2 separate regions of the Salmo salar genome follow, and region 1 is linked to region 2. Evidence: chromatin contacts called from public Hi-C data. All regions are on one chromosome and are shown on one strand. Each heading gives the region's core, a stretch centred on a gene start, on an enhancer-like site or on the middle of the called end of the contact. The rest is flanking DNA. Distances are from core to core; before and after follow the strand shown.

Region 1 (5,847 bases), core at 2,541-5,040, 61 kb before region 2:
CTCTCCCATCTTCTCATTGGTTTATAGAAGCAGGTATCCACGTGCCATCTCAATGGTTATACCCATGTGGGTGACTCAAAGACGAACGAGGTCGGTGGCATAATGCATCTAATTTATGAAAGTTGCCAATCGCAATATAAAGTCAAGATAAGAAAAAGCCTGGAAGGAGGAGAGATGACCTAGAAACGATTCGGTTGACCGTTTTATGTGTGGATTAATTGGCGGAGTAGAGGACCTTGTGCATTTCAGGTAAAATAACTCAATGTTTATATCCCAAGACAAATTAGCTAGCAAGTGCAAGCTAGCTAGCTAAATTGCCATAAATGTTTCATGCTTTTCGACCTGTCCCCAAAATAATGTAATTGGTTCAGAGTTTGTTTTGATATTTTAACCTGAGTGTCGTGGGGGGACAAAATAAAGTATGCACGCTCGCAGCCGGTTTGGCATCCGTGTTTGCAATCTCCACATATTACCATCAGAGAGCAGCAATGAGCCATTCAAATTTGAAGTTCACGAGAAAATGAAGTCAGATGTCAACATCTCGTTCCACGCAAACTTCACACCGGGCGGGGAAACCTATGTGAAGTAGCCACAATAAGGATTAGCCACAATAGTGGAATTTACGGTTGACTTCAAAATAAAAGTGATGCAAATGGCTACAAATGGTGCAATCGTGTCATTTGGACTAGATAATCCTAAACAAGTTTAGAACGTTGTTCCAAATATATATATATTAAACAAAAGACAATAGTTCATTTGAAAATGTTATTTGACAAAATATTTAAAATCGCACTGGGTGTATTAGACTTCAGAATTGCATTGGGGGCAAACTTATTCCACTATACAGCCTTACCTATGGATTGTTGATCAATGAAATGGGGTATCAGTGAACTCGGTGACACCCACAGAACACAACTGTGAAGAATTTACACCAATATTTACATTGTAGCTCAAAGTGCGGGACTCTGAAAGCACTGTGAAGTTTAGTTTTAGCTTATTAATTCGACCATTTAAAAAAAACAAGCACACAACTTGAAAAAGTCATACATGCACATGAGTAAATTCATCGAGGATTTCACACAAAGTCTGGGACTTATTTCCATTGTGGTCCTCTTGAGACAAGACGTCTAGGCAAGATCAAGCACGGTTGAACACAGTTTGACAGCGAGATGATAATAAAACATAAAAACAAAGAGAAAAATCGATTTCATCATTGCAGTTACATCATAGGGTACATGCATATGCAGTTACATCATAGGGTACATGCATATGCAGTTACATCATAGGGTACATGCATATGCAGTTACATCATAGGGTACATGCATATGCAGTTACATCATAGGGTACATGCATATGCAGTTACATCATAGGGTACATGCATATGCAGTTACATCATAGGGTACATGCATATGCAGTTACATCATAGGGTACATGCATATGCAGTTACATCATAGGGTACATGCATATGCAGTTACATCATAGGGTACATGCATATGCAGTTACATCATAGGGTACATGCATATGCAGTTACATCATAGGGTACATGCATATGCAGTTACATCATAGGGTACATGCATATGCAGTTACATCATAGGGTACATGCATATGCAGTTACATCATAGGGTACATGCATATGCAGTTACATCATAGGGTACATGCATATGCAGTTACATCATAGGGTACATGCATATGCAGTTACATCATAGGGTACATGCATATGCAGTTACATCATAGGGTACATGCATATGCAGTTACATCATAGGGTACATGCATATGCAGTTACATCATAGGGTACATGCATATGCAGTTACATCATAGGGTACATGCATATGGGCACAGCAGACATCCAACATTTTTTTTTTTTTTACTATATATTTTTTTTAAAGCTGCCCAGCGCGGACGTCGTTTTTATTTCATTCCACTCTGATGCTCCAGTATACAAGAAAGTACCATTCCCAGCATTACTCCTGAACCTGTATAAGCGCACATTAGCAACACCTGATCTGGGAGCTGTGATTGTGTGCATCCCTAATATGGGGAAATGAATCAGTTAGATATCTGGGCGCAGAACCATAAATACTCCTGTAAACCAATCTAATCTGAAACACCCTAGCCTCAACAGGCAGTCAGTTGAGTTCCTGAAAGCAGCTCCTGCCTATGTGAGTACGTAGACTTACCTTCAATACTACCCTGATCAGCTTATTCTGGGCTATCTGGAGCTTCCCCTTCAGAAGCTTAGATAAGCCCCCAAACGAGGAAGCTTCCATCAAGGATGCGTCCCTGGTAGCTAATGAGAGGTTTTTGTAGTGAGCCACATTAAGCTTCCCAGTCAACCTACTATGTGTATTGGGCATGCATATTGCACTGTACAGCCTAACCTTTGGATTGTGGATCAATCAAATTGGGTATCAGTCTACTGTGACACCCACAGAACAAGTGTGAAGAGTTTAAACAAATATTAGTGTCATAAGGCTGTACAGTGGTTTCAGAGTCCCGCGATAAGAGCTACAACACTAATATTTGTTTAAACTCTTGACAGTTGTGTTCTGTGTGTCACTGAGTAGACTGATAACCCATTTGCGTCATCCACAATCCATAGGTAAGGCTGTACAGTGCAATAGGCTAACTGGGGAGGTTATTTCCTACAGTCAAAGTTCCACAATAAGAGCTATGACACTAATATACTAAACAAAAATATAAACGCAACGTGTAAAGTGTTGGTTTCATGAGCTGAAATAAAAGATCCCAGAAATGTTCCACATGCACAAAAAGCTACTTGCTCTCAGATTTTGTGCACAAATTTGTTTACATCCCTGTTAGTGAGCATTTCTCATTTGCCAAGATAATCCATCCACCTGACAGGTGTGGCATATCAAGAAGCTGATTAAACAGCATGATCATTACACAAGTGCATCTTGTGCTGTGGACAGTAAAAGGCCACTCTAAGATGTCTCCAGTAGTGAGAGAGCATGCAATTGGTTTGCTGACTGCAGGAATGTCCCTGTTGCCAGAGAATTTCATGTTAATTTCTTATGGTAAGCATCGTTTTATAGAATTTGGCAGTACATCCAACCGGCCTCACAACCGCAGACCACGTGTAACCACACCAGCCCAGGACCTCCACATCTGGCTTCTTCACCTGCGGGATCGTCTGAGACCAGCCACCCAGACAGCTGATGAAACTGAGGAGTATTTATGTCTGTAATAAAGCCCTTTTGTGTGGAAAAACTCATTCTGATTGGCTGGGCCTGGCTCCCAAGTGGGTGGGCCTAAGCCCACCCATGGCTGCATCCCTGCCCAGTCATTTGAAATCCATAATCCTAATTCATTTATTTCAATTGACAGATTTCCTTTAAAGGATCTGTAACTCAGTAAAATCATTGAAATTGTTGCATGTTGCATTTATTTTTGTTCAGTATATATGTGTAAACACTTCACAGTTGTGTTCTGTGGGTGTCACTGAGTAGACTGATACCCCATTTCAGTAATCCATAGGTAATGCTGTACAATGAAATAAATATTCCCCCAATGCAATTCTGAAGTGTAATACATCCACGGTGCAATTTCAACAGATTTTTTAAATATTATTTTACATCAATTTAACTCATTATTGTCTTTTGAATTTATATATCAAATCTCCAACGTTGTTTAACATGATTTAGTCCAAATATGATATGATTCCGCTATTTTTAACCATTTGCATTCATTTCAGTCAGGGACTTTTATTTAGAAGGCGAGCCGTAAATTCCAATATTGTGGCTAATCCTTATTGTGGCTAGCTTCACGTAGGTGGGCAGAGATACATGGGATAGCGAATCGGATCGAGGATAGCTAGTTGAATCGATAAAGATGGCGACAGCGAGAGACGCCGAAGATAAAATTATTATCGCTAATAAAAATAAGACATGTTTTTTCAGATAGGTGCAGAAAGGATACCTTTATAACAAAAATAAATTCGCTCATACTGTTGCATTTTGTTTTTAACTTAAAGTCCCGTGTGCGCAAGCGATTTGTTTTCAGAGGAGCTCCACAGTTCTATTTCAAGTTAGCAGTGTTGGCTAGCTAGCCTGATTGGATCTCAATCGCTTATGGATTTCTAGGATCAGGACGAATGTCGTTTGACTGAAAATCGACTTTACGCGGGATTGAATTTGCTACAAATTGTTCATGAACCGATTGGACAACATAGTTTATTTTACGTTGGGAATATAGCCATTCCACTGGCCCGGTGACACGGAGTGTCGAGTCGGAGTGCCTGACCGTCATGTATTTTCTAACTGGCTGGCCCCGGAGGCTACTTTGTCCACTGAAAAGTGAAGAGGAACCGTTTCATATTCAGCCCAACTCACAGAGGTTTTACTTCGCTGTGTTGTCAGAGACTCAACTAAGCATCTGGTTTAGTCGGGTAAGCAACGACTTAATCGCCGACGAACTGGGTAACCGCTACCTAGCAGTTGTTAGCCAGTTAGCTAGAAGCAAGCAAGCTAAGTTTTGTCTGTGCACACTGGTTGCCTCGTCACCGACTTTATCATGGCATGGTATATTTAGCTAGCTAACTGTCATGGCTATCATTGCATACAGGGACTTGGAAGAATGCTAGTAGCTGGCGCAACAAGCATCAGCTGTTTGACAAAAGTACTAGCTAGCTAAGCTAACGTTGCACAAAGCATGTATTCAGTCCAGTATTATAATAAAGTATGTACCAAACTAACGTTACGTTGGCTAGTAGTAGCTAGCTAGATAGTTAAGTACATGGCAAATCACAACGTTGCGTTATCGCCACTAATATTTAATACATTTAATGTAGTTTAATGAGGATTATGTAAGAATGATATTTAATGAAATCCAAAGTATTTAGCTAGGCCGGCTTTTGTAAGAGCTGCAAATCAGAGCTATAATCTGGTGTACTCAATTCAGCATTAAAAGCAATGTTTATTTTACTCCCTTAACACCCTACCATAGCTCTGGTGCGAATTCCTTCACCGTCACTGGGTACCCCATGAAACTATCTTGAATCAAAGGAGATAATTGTTATGTATTTAGCTATAACAATGTGTAAATTACAGAGTTCCAGTGAATTTGAATACCTCCGTGTGCGTCATTCTTCCAATTTCTCTCATATCATCATGCTACTACAAATATCGCAATTTGCGATATAATCGTTTAACGTCGTTAATGACTAAATAATTCCAGACTCTGCGATATCTGTGCATATTTACGATATTATAGTCGCGTTCACATTAAATTATTTTAGTATGGGAAAGTAAGGCTTAGTTAATGATTTTAGACTTCATTTTCAACATTGATACCGCCTAACTGATAAAACTGCATAGTTTTGATTTGTAAAGCTCAAATATAATAATCATGTACATCACAATATATCTTCTTGCACTTCACAGTATACCATCAATGTCAACATCTGCAAATACAGTTATGTCAGCCCAGGTGTAAAATTAGCTCTGCCTCCATGACTAGGCTGCACAAGAGTGTAGAAGCAAGAGTGCTACATATATATCAGCAGTAAAATAGAATTAGATGGTTCTGCATTACATCATTTGTATATAGTGCAAATCTAGGCCGGTATTTATTTCCCTGTCTTTACAGGAAGTATCCTGTTGAGCTTCCCAGTTTCTTATTTTCTCCAGTGGCCTGAACATAAACTGGGAGAAACGGTAGAGAATGGACAGGATGTCCAGGAAAGGTCCACACAGGACAGGAATGTGGGTGCTGCTATAACCCTAACTTAGTGGCCGGTCCAGGCCCCCCTTGCCTTCTGTCTGCTCTGCTTGCCTTTTAGTGTTTTAAAGCTGCCAGGCATGTCCAGTCCAAGACTCAAGGCCTCTTTGA
Region 2 (5,173 bases), core at 2,269-4,768:
ATACATTACAAACATACATACATTACAAACATACATACATTACAAACATACATACATTACAAACATACATACATTACATACATACATACATACATACATACATACATACATACATACATACATTACAAACATACATACATTACATACATACATACATACAAACATACATACATACATACATACATTACAAACATACATACATTACAAACATACATACATACATATATTACAAACATACATACATACATACATTACAAAACATACATTACAAACATACATACATACATACATACATACATACATACATACATACTGGAACTCCTACTGGACACTGAAGTGTGTTTTAAGTATGCAAGTAAACAAAAATGTTGTTTTACATTCTGGACTGGTGCATGGTACGTACTTCAGCCACTGTGTAAATTTTGTGCTGAAGAGATTTCCTCTTCTTCCCAAACCAATTTGTCAATTTGACTGCGGCAAATTATTTAACTGCGTATGGCTTCGCACATTCTTCCTCTAGTCCCTGTGGACTTCAGTAGGACATTAAAGATCTATCATCCTTGCGTTTCCTTTGTGTGGGGGTGTGTCTCTGTCTGTGTGTGGGGGTGTGTCTCTGTCTGTGTGTGGGTGTGTATCTCTGTCTGTGTGTCTCTGTCTGTGTGTGGGGGTGTCTCTCTCTCTCTCTGTGTGTGTGTGCCCATCCTCCCAGTAGCCTGGCTTTAGAGCCGCATGCCTGGGGTGAACTGAGCAGAGCAGCTAAGCTCCAGTATTGTCCTTTTTGCTTGAGAAGGCCCATTCTCCAGAGAGTCCTGGTGGCTGTTGGCTCTAGAATGCCCCATTCTGCTCTGGAGAGATGAAGCCAAACCACAGTCAGATTACTGAGGCTAGGCTATCGGGTAGTCCTCAGTACTCACATACCATCTGAGTACACTGGGACCACACATTCCAGCCTGGTCCCTCTGCATCTCTCCAGGAGAATGACACTTATCTTTCTCTTCATCTGTCATCTTCTATTATCTGTCACTCTTCCTTTTATCCAACGTCTTCAATTTTCTGTCGCATACTCACTTGCTCTCTTCATGTTCTACTCATTTCTGTTGCGCGAGCCCTCTCCCTCTGAATTTGACAGTCGCTTTGTTACATACTCGCTCTCTCACCTCTTCTTTCTCTCACTATGTCTTTCTAGCTGCGCTTCAGGCATAACAATGAGCGGGAGCGTTTATTTGAAGGACTGCGTTAAGGGGTCTGAGTGACTGTAGGAGAGGTGCTGGGTGCTTCTGATCTGCTGCCGTAAATCATTGTTTCGAGGCCTTCCTCTCAGATCCTCTATGGGCTGCTTTAACATCCCCACCTCTCTCTCTCTCTCTCTCTCTCCCCCCTCCCTCCCCCAGTATTAAGTCTCTTCAGGAGGACTTGTTGGTGTCTACAGCTGATGGTTACCTCCACATCCTCCACTGGGACGGAGTCAGCAACGGCCGGAAGGCTATCAGTCTCTGCACCGTCCCCTTCTCCCTGGACCTTCAGTCAGCACGCGGTCAGTCACACTCACTGTATACCATCGTCTCCTCGCCACCCTCTTCCTACCTCGCCTACCAGTACCCACCCCACCCGATCCCTCTCAACTAACCTGAACCTCTACCCATGTGTACATTTTGCAGTTGTGCTCAATCTACACCGTCCTCTCCCCACTACATCTATACATGTTTACATAAAAACGCAGCCATAGAGATTGTATCTTAACTGGCAGCCCAATTCAGATCTTTTTTCCACTCATTGGTCTTTTCACCCATGCCGTCAAATCGTTGCATATCAGATCTTTTTCGGCGCTGATCTGATTGACCAATTGGCAACAAAAAAATAAAAGATCTGATTTGGGCTGCCTGTGTAAACGCAGCCTAAGTGTCGTCCCTACGTAGGCCTGAAGTCATGTATGTGCGTAGTGTTTCTGGATCGATGTGTTTCTTCATGCGTTTTATTGCTTGTGCAGGTGGTCCGTCCCTGGATCTGGAGGGGCTGTACGTCAGAGACATGGAGTACTGTGTGACTCTGGATGGCTTTGCTGTGGTGCTTGACGACGGGAGGCTGGGATTCATCAGTCCTGTAGCCAGCAGGTTTACTGCGGAAGTAAGAGAAAGAAGTCTGTGTGTGTGTGATTTGCTGTGGTGCTTGACGATTGGCAGGCTAGAATTCATAAGAACGGTGGGAGAAGTGTTGTGTCGGGGCGTGTGCGTTTTTTTGCTGCGGGTCGCACGCAACGCAGCCGTGTTCTGTAGGTCATGTTAAGCGTGACTGTCAAGGGTTGATGAAAAATGGGGGTGTGGGGGAAACAGGAAGTAAACGGTGGATGCGAGTGTTTGCCTGCGGGTGAGCGTCCGCGTGTGTGTGTCGGGAGTGAAGTACAGTGATCTATCGGACTGTCTCTTGTCTCCTCCAGCAGCTGCAGGGCGTCTGGGCAGCAGATGTAACAGACGGCACGTGTGTGGCGGTCAACAATAAGTACAGGCTGATGGCGTTCGGTTGTGCCAGGTACGTGTGTCCTGCCAACATCAGTACAGGCCTGTGTAGCCACTTCCTCTATGCTGTTTAACTGGAATGCTAATGACAAAATCAGGAGATCCATGGTCCCACTGTTCAGCCAGTCAGTTAAGCAGGAGGTGTGTGTGTGTGTGTGTGTGTGTGTGTGTGTGTGTGTGAGAACGCACACAAGCTGGCAGATTGCACAAACCGTGAGAACCGCTTGTCAAACACACACCAATCACAAAGACAGACAGCAGATTATTTTGCTCACACACTGGCCTGCAGTGATGAGTTCAGCAGAGAGACCCGGAGTTCAGCAGAGAGACCCGGAGTTCAGCAGAGAGATAATGAGTCAATCACTGGCTGTGGGATCTGCAACCTTTCTGTTCATTAAATACCTGCTCATTATTTCAGCGTTTTGTTTTTCATTTAGGAAACGTCGGCTAATTAATTGCTGGTACTCGGTATTAAACAAGATTGACATGAACTTGACTGCACAAGCGGCTGTTATGTGATATGCCTACTTCTGATGGGTCAGCATTATTAAGACATGTGTTGAATCCACTGACTGTGTTTGTGAATTTCAATTTGCTTTATTGGCGTTGGTACATATTGCCAAAGCACAATGTTACCTTAGAATGAAGAGAATGAATGAGTAATTATTAACATTTGTCTGTCTTTAATTTGTCTGTCTCTCTCTCTCTCTCTGTTCCAGTGGCTCAGTATTGGTGTACATGATTGACACCACTACAGGATCCATGCAGCTCTCCCACAAGCTGGAGCTCACCCCAAAACACTTCCCCGGTATGTCTGTCTCTGACTGACCACCAGCTCATTTAGTGTTGACAGATGAGAGAAAGTACACTTTTTATACAAACTAGTACACCCCGTCGGGTTTTAACACCGAATGATATCACATGATGTCTCTTTATGTGCTGGTTTTCGTTTTTGACTCGAAAGTGCAAGTGATTCTATGTAGTAGTTCCCCTCAACACATCAGCCATGCAGAACCATTGGTTTGTTTATGGTCCACTCCTTCCCCCTAGTGGTAGTTACATCACAGGGATGTTTATTTTACACGGTACTGTATTATCTCTGTTGTCAAACAAGTGCACTGTTCAACCAAATAAACCATACTACTGTAAAAGCAGAGTTGTGGTCACTTTCAATTCAGGAAGTAAACCATATTCCTATTCTAGTTTTCCTCATTTGAAATGAATTGACTGAATGGAATTGACTCGACTGTATCACTGAAAGGATTTCTGTCTGACCGGTGTCCGTATCGAATCTCCCTCCTCAGACGTGTGGAACAAGACGGGCGCGGTGACGCTGATCCGCTGGTCCCCCGACTACAGCGTTGCCATGGTGACCTGGGAGTGCGGCGGCCTGTCTTTGTGGAGCGTGTTCGGAGCGCACCTCATCTGTACGCTCGGGGAGGACTTTGCGTGAGTGACGAGACAACGATCTTCTTTATTCTTCCTCTGTTGGTCTTCGTTTTCCTCCTTCCCCTCAAGGTCTCCGCAGCCGTAGTACAGTTCACGTCGCTGTCGTCTTGTCAGCTACGCTCTATGATGCAGGCTGCCCTCTCATACAGTATAGATTTGAGCAGGCTTCATCCCGAATGGGACAACAACAAAAAAACGGTGCAAAACAGTATCTTTTTCTCCTTGCAATTGTGTTTCTTATAAACCCTTCTGTATGACTACGGTCTCAACCCCAGGTATCGGTCAGACGGCACTAAGAAGGATCCTATAAAGATCAGCTCTATGTGCTGGGGAGCGGAAGGCTACCACCTGTGGGTCATCACCAGTAAAGAGGAAGCGGAGCTTGTAGAGAACATGGAGGAGGCTCCACCTCCGACCCAGACCAAGCAGGCGGGAGTACTGCAGTTCCACTTCATCAAAAGCGCCCTCACCGTTAATCCCTGCACGGTGAGTTTATAGACAATGCACACATTCCTGACACCAACCAATTTTGCCTGCTGGGCACTTTCATGTAGAATACTGATATGTTGCAAACATATTGATTATTCGTTGATTCCCTGTTGTCTGTCCCTCCCAGAGTAACCAGGAGCAGGTTTTACTACATGGGGAAGACCGTCTGTACCTGACGTGTGGTGACCCCACCCAGGTCCCATCCAGCAGCTCAGATGGCCCTCACACCCCTCACCCCCATAACCTCGCCCATGGCCTGGAGGGCAGCCCCCTTCACCACCGCTCCGCCCCCTCACCCAACTCCATCTCTCAGGGACTCAGCACTTTACTGGGACACAAGCACTGGCACGTGGTCCAGGTACAAGCTCATAAACGTCTTCATTCATTTCCAATTCAAAAAGCGTTATTGTCCGTTAGCTGGCTATCTAATTCAAATGTTGCGTCGATATGTTGATGTGAAGCTTAACAAGTTAGAAATGATGTTTAGTATCCTGTCAGTCAAACTATCCTGTGTTTTTCCTCTGTCGTAGATTCACAGCACATACCTAGAGAGCAATTGGCCTATACGGGTGAGTCTGTGTGGGAAATACTTCTACGTCTGTCCTTAGGGATAAGTATTCAGTGTGTGTGTGTGTGGCTACATAAAACCATGTTAACCTGAGTTGTCAAATGAATGCAGTTTTTCCAGATACCCAATGTCGTCATGTGCACTTAGCCTGCTA

Evidence for each region. Hi-C and Micro-C count contacts between places; a contact is called where the count stands out from the background.
Region 1: a contact with region 2 is called in a Hi-C map of muscle, with 16 times the contacts expected there. The contact joins the promoter of LOC106561454 here to the enhancer-like site in region 2. A contact is called at or near these places in 3 of 3 Hi-C or Micro-C datasets (blood, gill and muscle).

What each region holds. Positions count from the first base shown.
Region 1 is chrssa01:124,818,791-124,824,637 of Ssal_v3.1, reverse strand. LOC106561454 (guanine nucleotide exchange factor subunit RIC1) reads left to right here and starts at 3,790. Exons shown (of 27, transcript XM_014125432.2): 1 at 3,790-4,405. The coding sequence starts at 4,265.
Region 2 is chrssa01:124,758,101-124,763,273 of Ssal_v3.1, reverse strand. LOC106561454 (guanine nucleotide exchange factor subunit RIC1) reads left to right here. Exons shown (of 27, transcript XM_014125432.2): 5 at 1,392-1,534; 6 at 1,988-2,124; 7 at 2,435-2,526; 8 at 3,233-3,321; 9 at 3,818-3,962; 10 at 4,238-4,448; 11 at 4,579-4,809; 12 at 4,982-5,020. Among protein-coding and RNA genes, the nearest start is that of LOC106561454, 60 kb to the left of the region's middle. Within about 2 kb of position 3,518, at least 2 of the 13 cell types and tissues checked have an H3K27ac peak or open chromatin away from gene starts, as enhancers often do. A contact at or near this core is called in muscle, where this site is marked.